Regions from separate parts of the Mus musculus genome. Here region 2 is linked to region 1. The links are chromatin contacts, called in public Hi-C maps. All regions are on one chromosome and are shown on one strand. Each heading gives the region's core, a stretch centred on a gene start, on an enhancer-like site or on the middle of the called end of the contact. The rest is flanking DNA. Distances are from core to core; before and after follow the strand shown.

Region 1 (4,602 bases), core at 1,398-3,897:
ACCTTGCTCTGATGTTCAAGTGGTTCATTTCCTCACTTATGTCTGGTGTCTGTCACTTGCCATGGTATCAGACAGGATTTCCTGTGCCACCGTGTAAATTAACTGCTCTCCTCCCAACCCTTCAGCAACAGTTAGTGGCTAACTTCTTCCCTGCTTTTTATTAACCCCTTGAATTTTAGCTGTGTGGGGTGTCAACTTGGTCATCTGTTTACTGTCTTTCTCCTTTTACCATGGGGATGTCAGCTGTGTAATACAGGAGACTGGCTTTGCTCTCAGCAGTGTGCTGAGCTCCTGCAGTGTTGCTAGATGGGCTGGCTGAGATCAGGGCCTGATTGCTGCTCAGAGGGTTGGTCATCACCTGTAGATGCTGATGCGACCAGGATCTGTTACAAGCAACATCTGGGAATGTCATGAAATGTCTCAGTTAGTGTAACCTAGAACAGCTTAGCCTTCCAGCGTTCCCCAAGTTCAAAGGGGAAGCCTGTCAGAACTGAGGTAAGGTTCAAGGACTCATCATGATTTGGGTATGGATTGTAACCTTGGGATGGAGTGGAGGGAGACAGTACAGAGACTGAAGGAAGAGGAGAAAGGCAGAAGACAAATCCCTGAATAAGTGGGCCAGGAATGCCAGTAACACCTCATTGCTCAAGATAGGTGTCCTTTATTAGCAAGTGTCATTTATGGCAGGTACGCTGTGTACCAAGGACCAGTGTTTGTTCTTACTGCCTCGCACACATGATTGCTGTGCCTTCCTTTTGGGTTCACACCTTTGAGATTGGAACAGTTCTACCTTAACTAGGTATCTTACCCAAAGATATCAGTTTGGGTACCAGAAAAGAACAGGGTTTGCACTTTTTGCCTATTGGTGTCCTTGCAATGAAGCATGCGCAGAGGAAGTGTAGATCTCTAAGATTATTTCCTGTCCCTGATGTTCTAGTCTGGGAATATTATCACTTTAAAACCAAAGGACTGTCTGTGTCATTCTGGCTGTGACTTGATATAAAACACTAACAAAATCTATACGTAGAGTAGGCATGAGCTCTGAACAGTGGTACCAGAATTGGTTACCCATGGAGAGCATGTTGATGCAGTGAAATGCCTTATCTAGCTAGTATTCTTTCTGTTCTTTGACTGCTTCTCTCAGGCTTAGGGGGTACTTGAAGGTTGCATTCCAGTCTCAGTATACTCACAGGGTGCTAGAGAGAGTGCTAACTTGTTACAGAGAAGTGGCCAAACAACTTTTCTGTAGTTTATGAGGAAGAAAGTATCACCTATCCAGTGTAAAAGTTCAAGTGCAGTTGCAGTTTATCCTTCAAAGCTGCTATAAACCTTCCACTGGAGACCCTAGCTCCCCTGATCCTCCAAGAAATAGTGACCTGGAAGACCTGGGAATGTGGCTTCATGAGAAAGAGGAATTTAAGCCTTAGCTTGACTGGAGGAAGAAAGGGAGGTTGTGGATAGGTGGATGAGACATTATATTGCAGACTTTGAAGCCAGATGATAGAGTAACCACTGCAATGGGGCAAGGCACGGCTGTTCTTAACATAGATGGGAATGAATTTTACACTTTGATTCCTTGAATGTATCCATGTTCTGAGCGGCTGGTGTTGGCATTCCCATTTCACACATAGTAATGTGCAAGCTCATAGATCCTGTAGATGGTACTGAGTCAAGTGGCAAAAACTCCTGTTGAAAAATGTGTTCCTTTTTCTCTCATAGTTCTACACTGAACATGGCCTTGTACTTTGGGCCAGTCACTGAGTTAACTGTTGTAGTGACCGGGCCTCAGACCTTGTGGCCTTTGAGGACAGAGACCCTGATGTGATGGGAAGCCAAATGCTGTGCTGTGTCTCTGTATTCTGATTTGATGATGGGATCATTTCATAGGGAACTGTTCATGACAGAGGCATGTCCAGCTAAGCCCTGTGCTGGGTTACACTCCTCTGCCTAGGATGGACATTATTAAGATTATTATAAATGATCCTTTTTTTTTCAATTATATAGAAAAAAGTCAGTCACAGTCAAAAAGTTTCACTTTGTTGAAACCCCGCTAGGAGGGAGACCTTTCCTAAAGTTATGCAGTCTGAAGGACATGTAGAGGGGCTTATGCAAGTAGCACTGTTGGGACAAAGCTTATGCCTGCATCATGCATCTGCCGCACATAACTCTGTAGCATTGGACAAGACACGGAGTCTCTCCAGATATTAATTTCTCAGTTACTCAAATGACAATGGGACAGTGTTCTCTTAAACAGGTTACAGGGAAGTTGCAGGGATTCAGGGAGGTATTGTATATACAAGGTTGAACATTCGTAGTACACATTTGGCAAAAACAGATGAATCCCCTGTATTAGTTATTCTTGCGCTGCTATGACCACCATACCTGACTGAAGAAACAACTTCAGAGAAGAGAGACTTATTCTGGCCCAGTGTTTCAGAGAGTTTCAGCCCATATCAGCCAGAAACCAGGGAACCACATCTCAGTACATGCAGGTGTGCAGAGACTCTTCAGAGCCTGGTAGACCAGGAGACTGAGAGATTAGTAGGAGCCAAGGGCCTGGTAGAACCGCATCTCCAAGTAGGCCCTGCCTCCTAAAGTTCCACAGTCTAGCAGAATAGCTCCACCAACTGGCCACCATGCACTCAAACTGGAGTTAGTGGGGATGTTTCAGATTCAAGCTACACTAATTCCCTTGCCTGCCCACTTCCCCTCTTCATCCTCTTGGTAACTAGTGCAGCACAACCTTGCTTCTAGGGAGCGAGTCTGAGAGGCCCCACTGTCGCTGTTTCAGCCTGAAACTTCTGCATAAGCTCATTTGTCTAAACCATGGCAGAGGAGAAATACATGAAAAAAAAAAAAAGTACATTTTTTTGTTCACCCTCCTCCAAGGAAAATGAGAAGCCAGGCCAGGCTATTCCCCTAGGTCTGCACAGTTCACTGAGCTGCTCGGGGCAACTGACCACCTGCTGCCTCTTTTTAATATCATAGGAGTCGAAGCCAAATACCTGGGCAGGGACTTGAAGCAAAGGTAGAATAAAGCAAGTGCTGGAAGGAAACCCAGCCCTCCGGGGAGGGCTGTGAGATCAAGAATGGTCTGCGATTAGGGTTTCTTTTCAAGCCTGTACTTTAAATTACAGTCATAATTTATTGCTATTATGAGCACTGAACTATGCTTGCCCTGGGCTCTGTAAACATGGGAAATCAGCCAGGCCTGGTAGCAGCAGTGTGCCAATAGCTAAGAAAGGGGCCTCGGGGCTCGAGAGCCATGAGAGAGTGCAGACCTACCCCCTGCCTTCTGCCACAGAAAACCTACCTTGTCCTCTCCAGTGTGTGCTCACTATGATACTTCCCCTCCAGAAACCACATTCATTCAAATTGCTGAGTTCCTCCTGTGCCAGGTTGTGTCGGGGAGGCAGAAAGGAAAATGGGAGCTTTCAGGACACTGTGCTACTTCATGAGGGAATAAGGCTGGGGGTTTTCAGACCCCAGGCATTCTGGGAATTCAGTTAATTGGTGAATGGAAGAATAAGAGAAAGATGGAGGACTGGAGGACCAGGCCCAGAACTAATGTAAAGAAAGCCAATCTGGCTATGAGGACTGACCCCTCCCTCACGGGGGGAGGGGTGGTGGTAAGTTCCAGTGTCCTGTTTGTAGTCTTCCCCGAGTCTGGTGCATTCTAATGTGGTTCCATTGTCTAAGCAGGTATGGCAGATGGAAGACTTGGGCAGTGGTAGTTATCTCTGTAGCAGAAGAGTGGAGTGGAGTGGGCATTGGGTGAGTTTCAACATCTCTGTGCTGGGGCCATAGTGTACTATTCTGAGGTATGTGGAACTGGCTGTCCAAGAAAAGAAATGTGGCATGAAGCTTGCTTTGGAAGATAAGGGAGCTGTTTGTCCTTTGGGTGTCTGTTACATTCCCCTTCTCAAATTCAAGGCTAGCAGAAGAAAGCGGAAGTGGCAACTTTGTGTCCAGGATATGGGAAAGGGGCCTTTGTACTAAATAGCCATGTATTTGAGTGCTGGGAAGAGAAATGCCAGTATGAGGTGTATGGATTGTCTCAGGGATACTTGAGAAGAGGGGGAAACAAATCCTCAGTGTATGACTTTCCTCTTGATGCAGGGACACCCCAAAGACAGATGGGAGAATGCACACAGACTTTCAATAATGAGCTATGTAGAGACAGGGAGGGCATCCAAGGGGGAAGCAAAAGACAGCACATGTAGAAAGCCAGATTGGAGATGCGGGGGGGGATTGAGATTGCAAACAAAAGAAACATTAACTGGAGATGGTGGCATGGGTTGTGGCTTCGGTAGTGCCAGGGGACAGAGAGGGACAGACTGAAGAAGATATGCATGAAAGCCAAAAGGAGGAGTCCTGGATGGAAGCCAGGGACTTATTAGATTTTAACAGCTTTTCCAGTAAGTACCTTTGTGTCCTTGACTAAGTCACCTGGAGGTCCCAGGTGAGGGGCTGCTGCCATCACTTCTTCTCTACTGTCTATATAGCATCTTAGTGGCACAGTGGGGACCCTGGTGGTGACTTACAGCTGTGATCTGGGTTATATCTACCTCAACTTGTGCTACCTCAGCCTGGTAACTTCCA
Region 2 (5,024 bases), core at 429-2,928, 500 kb before region 1:
TTAGTGTGATTTTTTTGGTCTCTCCCCTCTCTATCCTTCACTAAAATCTAGGATCCCTTCTTTGGTTCTCTGGTCAGACGTCTGGATATTTAGTTTCTCAGTTAATCTGTAAAATTTCCCACAACTCTGGACACTCTCAGAACCAAATTGCAGCAGAATAAATAAGCTGTTGAAGGGATTCAGTGATAGGCACTCACCGAAAAGCCTTGGAAGTATAGTTCTGTTGAGTGGACAGAAGAGTTTCCCATGCCTCTCTGATGCCACTGTGCTGTTGTCAGGGTCACAAGTGCATGAGGGGAGTGCTTGTAAGAGAGAAGGAGTGGACAGTTTCTCTTGATGCTTGTATACGCTTGTGTACACTTAGTGCACACTTTAGCATCCAGGCTGCCTTCATTCAGGATGGATGATGCTGAGGGGAGGAGAGAGAGAGAGTAACCACTGGGTCAGCAGGACTTCAACATCTGTTCTACGAATTCTATGTGACGGTTATCGATGCATTCAATAGGAAACATGTTGTGGAGTGTGTTTAATTTATCTCTCCAAAACCAGAGCCACAGCCTATGTTTTAAAGACACTTTGTAATTATAAAAGCAACGTCCATTTATTGTAGTGAGCACAGAATAGGCACATTAGAAAATAAAAATAACCCATCACAGTAAGCTTTCATCTAGTGTCTGTTGATTTGTATTTAAACAGACTCATACTGAACCGGGCAGACAGCTTTGCACTGGCGGTTTTTCCTCACCACTTAATGTGTCATGGCTCTATTTCCATGACAATACACATCCCTCTCCACAATCATGGTTTAAAATTGCGCACTGAACATTCCTTCACAGGCTGCATTATTTCTCTCTCTCTTTTTGTGTGTCATGTTTCTCATAATTAAGCATTCAGGATGAACAGCTTTTCTGTTGGTTGCTGCAAGTTGGGAAGTAGGTAGAGAGAGCAATCACACGCTCTTAAAACCTTGATCATCCAACAAAATAAAATAAAACAAAAACTACGCTATTTTATATGCCTACTTCCACCTCCACCTCCTCTGCTATTTGGCAAAATGTATACTCTAGAAAAAAGGACGGCAGTTTACAGTGGAATGACTGGGATTCTTAAAACTGATTAAGAGGGAGCCTTCACACACACACACACACACACACACACACACACACACACACACACACACACACTCGTATTTTGCATTAAAGCACAGAGAACTCCATCTGGGGTTTGATGCCTGAAAGAGGAGCAGAATGTGTTGTGTTTTTAAGAACGAGGCCACTGTCATTATTTTTATGTGTCTCTTTGCCTCAGTTCTTGCCACACATGATAAAGATTCCACTGCATCTGCACAATAGAGATAAGACACCAGGGGAAGTGCTTGCAGATAGCTGTGGTTAGAAGGGAAAAAAGGAAAAGCCACAAAGAACACTTTAACTAAGTCTTCCTTTCACTCTTATTAAAATTCGGTGAAGATTACCATGGAATTTGTACTCTCTCTTAGGCACAAATCATAACAATTTCATAAGGCTACCCCAGGCTGCCTGAAGTATAGTTTATTATTTCTCCATGACTTGATAAATTAGAAAATGTATTTGAAAACCTTTAATCTACTCTCAGAATGCTCAAAGTCATGGGTGCCTGTTTTGTTGACACTATTAGAGAACTCACTGGAAGTCACTTAAAATAATTTTGCAAGTAAGGGTAAGAAAATCCACACGTGTATGTCTGTGTGGACAGTTGTCACTTTTTGTCTATGAGAGATTCGTTGTAGGATCCCGGCAATTAGAATATGAAAACTGACAGATTTTTTTAATAACCTGTGCTATTTCCTGCATAATATGTGTATATAATATAGATATACAGGTGTGTTAGAATATTTTCTATTTTTTATGCATAGTTGGTTGAGTCTATGGATGCAAGTCTGGCAATGGTTTTCCCCACCTTTCCCCTTCTTTGTATTTATGTGTTTGCACACAAAAAATTACTTCATATATAATATTCTATCAGAAGAAAACTTGAAACTTTTTAAAGAATTCAAGGGCTCATCAAGAATGCCATGAATATATTATAGATTATCTATCTATGTTATGATGCAAATAAACAGAAAAAAATTACAGAATTTTAAGTGCATGTTGAGGGTGTTGCGTATACATATAAAACTCTGTAAAAGCTAAGTCAGTGCAGAACCTGGCTTCTACAAGTAAACAGATCTGGGATTGGGGTCTGGTAAGTAGTATTGAAAGATCACTGTGATGACTAGTAGTTCTTACTTTTTAAGGGATACTTTGTATTACACTCTTAGCAAACACTCTCTATTTTTGTCTTTATCAATGTTAGATTAGTTTTATCGTCTTCTCAGGTAAACACAAAGGTGCAGAACTGTGAAAGAAGATGCCTGTGGTCCCTCAGTTGTTAAATTCTGAGTTCAAGACTTGAACCAGTTTCTCTGATGTCAAGGCTCTTTTTTTTTTTTTTTTCCTTATTGAGTTCCCTCTCTTAGACCCCAGATACCCTAACTGCCTGCATTCAGCAGTTCTCACATTCATTCTTGGTTTTTAGATTCCAACCAGGTTCTCACTTCCTTGGGAGATGCATCATTTAAAAATATTTTCAAAAGAGGTGTGGCCTGAATTATTTTTCCTTTTGCTATGGAAATTGAGACAGTCTGAAACAACTCCACACAGGTGGTTGGGGCTAAAAAAAAAGTGCTTTTGGATGAAAAATATACTTCATCTTTACGTCTCTTCTACACTGCAGGGAGAATGTTTGAACCACAGCCCTGGATTCCTTTGCTTGTTCCAAGAATGATGCTAAGCCTTGCAGCTCCCCCGCCCCCACCCTATCAACACTCAGGTGAGAGTTTTTGGGGACTAAACACAGATTGTCCTTTGGAAAACAATAATAACAATGAAGAATAGGGACAGCCTAAAGAGACTTGCATGAGCACAAGACAAGAGCATGCTATGAGAGGAGTGAGGGATACTGGAGCCTTTGGATAAAGGGACAAAGATGGGAAGGAATGTGAAAAGCAAAGAAGCACTGAGTGTCTTCATGATTGTTCCTTATATCACTTCTCACATTCCCTGGTAGGAGGAAGGAATGCTGGCGGTGTTTCCTTGCTTCTGTGGTTGCTCTGTGGATGTATTCATGGCTGGGCTGCCTGCAAGCTTCTTATGAATGTGTGCTTTAGTTTGTACAGCTGCTTAGCTTCTATTACTTGTCATTGCAGTTTATCTTTTTTATTGGGTTTTAAAATCTCAGCTGCCAACAGAAAGTCTTCCGCTGGGATCTCTGTAGTTTGAAAGTACAGATCTCTGGGTAAGTAGAGGAGAAAGTATGGAGATAAAATGGGAAAAATATCCTACAAGGACCTGCAGGGTTTCCTTCCTTCCTTCCTTCCTTCCTTCCTTCCTTCCTTCCTTCCTTCCTTCCTTCCTTCCTTCCTTCCTTCCCTCCCTCCCTCCCTCCCTTCCCCCTCCCTCCCTCCCTCCCTCTCTCCTTTCCTTCTTCCCTTTTTTGGTTTTTGTTTTCCTTTATTTAATGGTTTTAGACTTTTATACAAGCACAGAATGCATTCTCAATAAATCCACTCCTATTTCTTCGGTGCTAGGGCTTCTTCTTTCTCTGTACTACTTTTTGTACAAACTTCCTGTGTTCTTGTTTATATGTAAGCTAGAGAGTACAATTAGTGATGTACATGGGTATAAAACAATCTATTGACCCATGAATAGACTTTTCAGGGGCCACATCCCTGAAGAAACTTGAAACTTCCTCCACCAGCAATCATTAATGCCAGTGACTCCTTAAATAGGAGTGGGGCTCTGTGAAGCCCTTATTCCACTCATGCTGGGATTTTGGCTGACTTATTATTGTGCTGGGCTATGTTCTATTTTTAGTATTTTTTTATTCATAAATATAAATATTTCATTTACTTATTCTGTGTTTCTCATTTTAGTTCTGAAAAAATGCCAAGATTCAAATTATTAATAACTATAAACATTTCTTTTTAATTTATTTTCAAATTTTATTAACATTAATTAATTATAAAATTAATTATAAAATTATAAATATACGAAATATACTTTGATAACCTATTATCATATCATGCATGTCACTCACTGTTCTCCCTCTTCTAGCTCTAAGTCCTCCTTCTACTTTTATGTATTATCCTTATTGTTTTCTTTTTCATTTAACTACTACTGATATATGTACAAATACATAAAATATATAACTACAACCTGCTGAGTCCATTTAGTGGTTTTTGTATGGCTGAGCACATGGTATTAAATAACTACTTAGGGGACTCATCCCTGGGAGGATGGATTGTTTTACTTTGTGTGTGTGTGTGTGTGTGTGTGTGTGTGTGTGTGTGCTTTTGGTCTGCATATGTATTTATACATGTACAGGTATATGCATGTACATAGTCATGTGGAAATCAGTAGATGATCAGGTTTCTTTTCATAAGTGTCATCAGCCTTTTCTTTGAAACTAGATCTCTCATGGGGCTCAATTTATCAACTAGACTAGGCTAACTTGCCAGCCAGCCCCATAGATTGACTTGCTTTGTGACTGGGTTACAAACATAAACAATTATGACTAGCTTTAAAAACAAAAACAAACAAAGAAACCCAAACAACAACAACACAAACAACTGCTTTCCTTGTGGGTTCTGGGGCTAGAACTCAGATCCTTGCACTTACATGACCAGCACTTGCCAGCAGAGCTTCTCTCTCCAGCCCTGATTTCATATATTGTTCTTGAAAGTAGACCAGTTTCAAGTATGACATGTAAAGCTGTTTATGATCAAAGTACAATGATATGTGTATGGAAATGCCACAGTGAAACCTACTTTTTAAAAGGATGACTAAAAAAAAATAATTTAAAAACTTAAAAAGAATTTCTGGAGCAGGAGAGAAGGCTTGGCAATGAAGAGAACTTGCTGCTCTAGCAGCAGGCCTGAGTTTAGTGCTCACTATTTACATGGTAGCTTACAACTGTCTGGAATTCCAGTTCCAGGGAACTTGTAC

Evidence for each region. Hi-C and Micro-C count contacts between places; a contact is called where the count stands out from the background.
Region 2: a contact with region 1 is called in a Hi-C map of the HPC-7 cell line, with 1.8 times the contacts expected there. The contact joins two enhancer-like sites. A contact is called at or near these places in 2 of 484 Hi-C or Micro-C datasets (the HPC-7 cell line and nephron progenitors) and 1 of 115 datasets of contacts at active chromatin or transcription factors (kidney).

Annotation. Positions count from the first base shown.
Region 1 is chr7:74,422,711-74,427,312 of GRCm38.p6, reverse strand. All of the region lies in intron 2 of Slco3a1 (solute carrier organic anion transporter family, member 3a1), which reads left to right. Among named protein-coding and RNA genes, the nearest start is that of Slco3a1, 130 kb to the left of the region's middle. Within about 2 kb of position 2,647, at least 32 of the 459 cell types and tissues checked have an H3K27ac peak or open chromatin away from gene starts, as enhancers often do. A contact at or near this core is called in the HPC-7 cell line, where this site is marked.
Region 2 is chr7:74,925,070-74,930,093 of GRCm38.p6, reverse strand. No RefSeq gene overlaps it. Among named protein-coding and RNA genes, the nearest start is that of 0610006L08Rik, 74 kb to the right of the region's middle. Within about 2 kb of position 1,678, at least 30 of the 459 cell types and tissues checked have an H3K27ac peak or open chromatin away from gene starts, as enhancers often do. A contact at or near this core is called in the HPC-7 cell line, where this site is marked.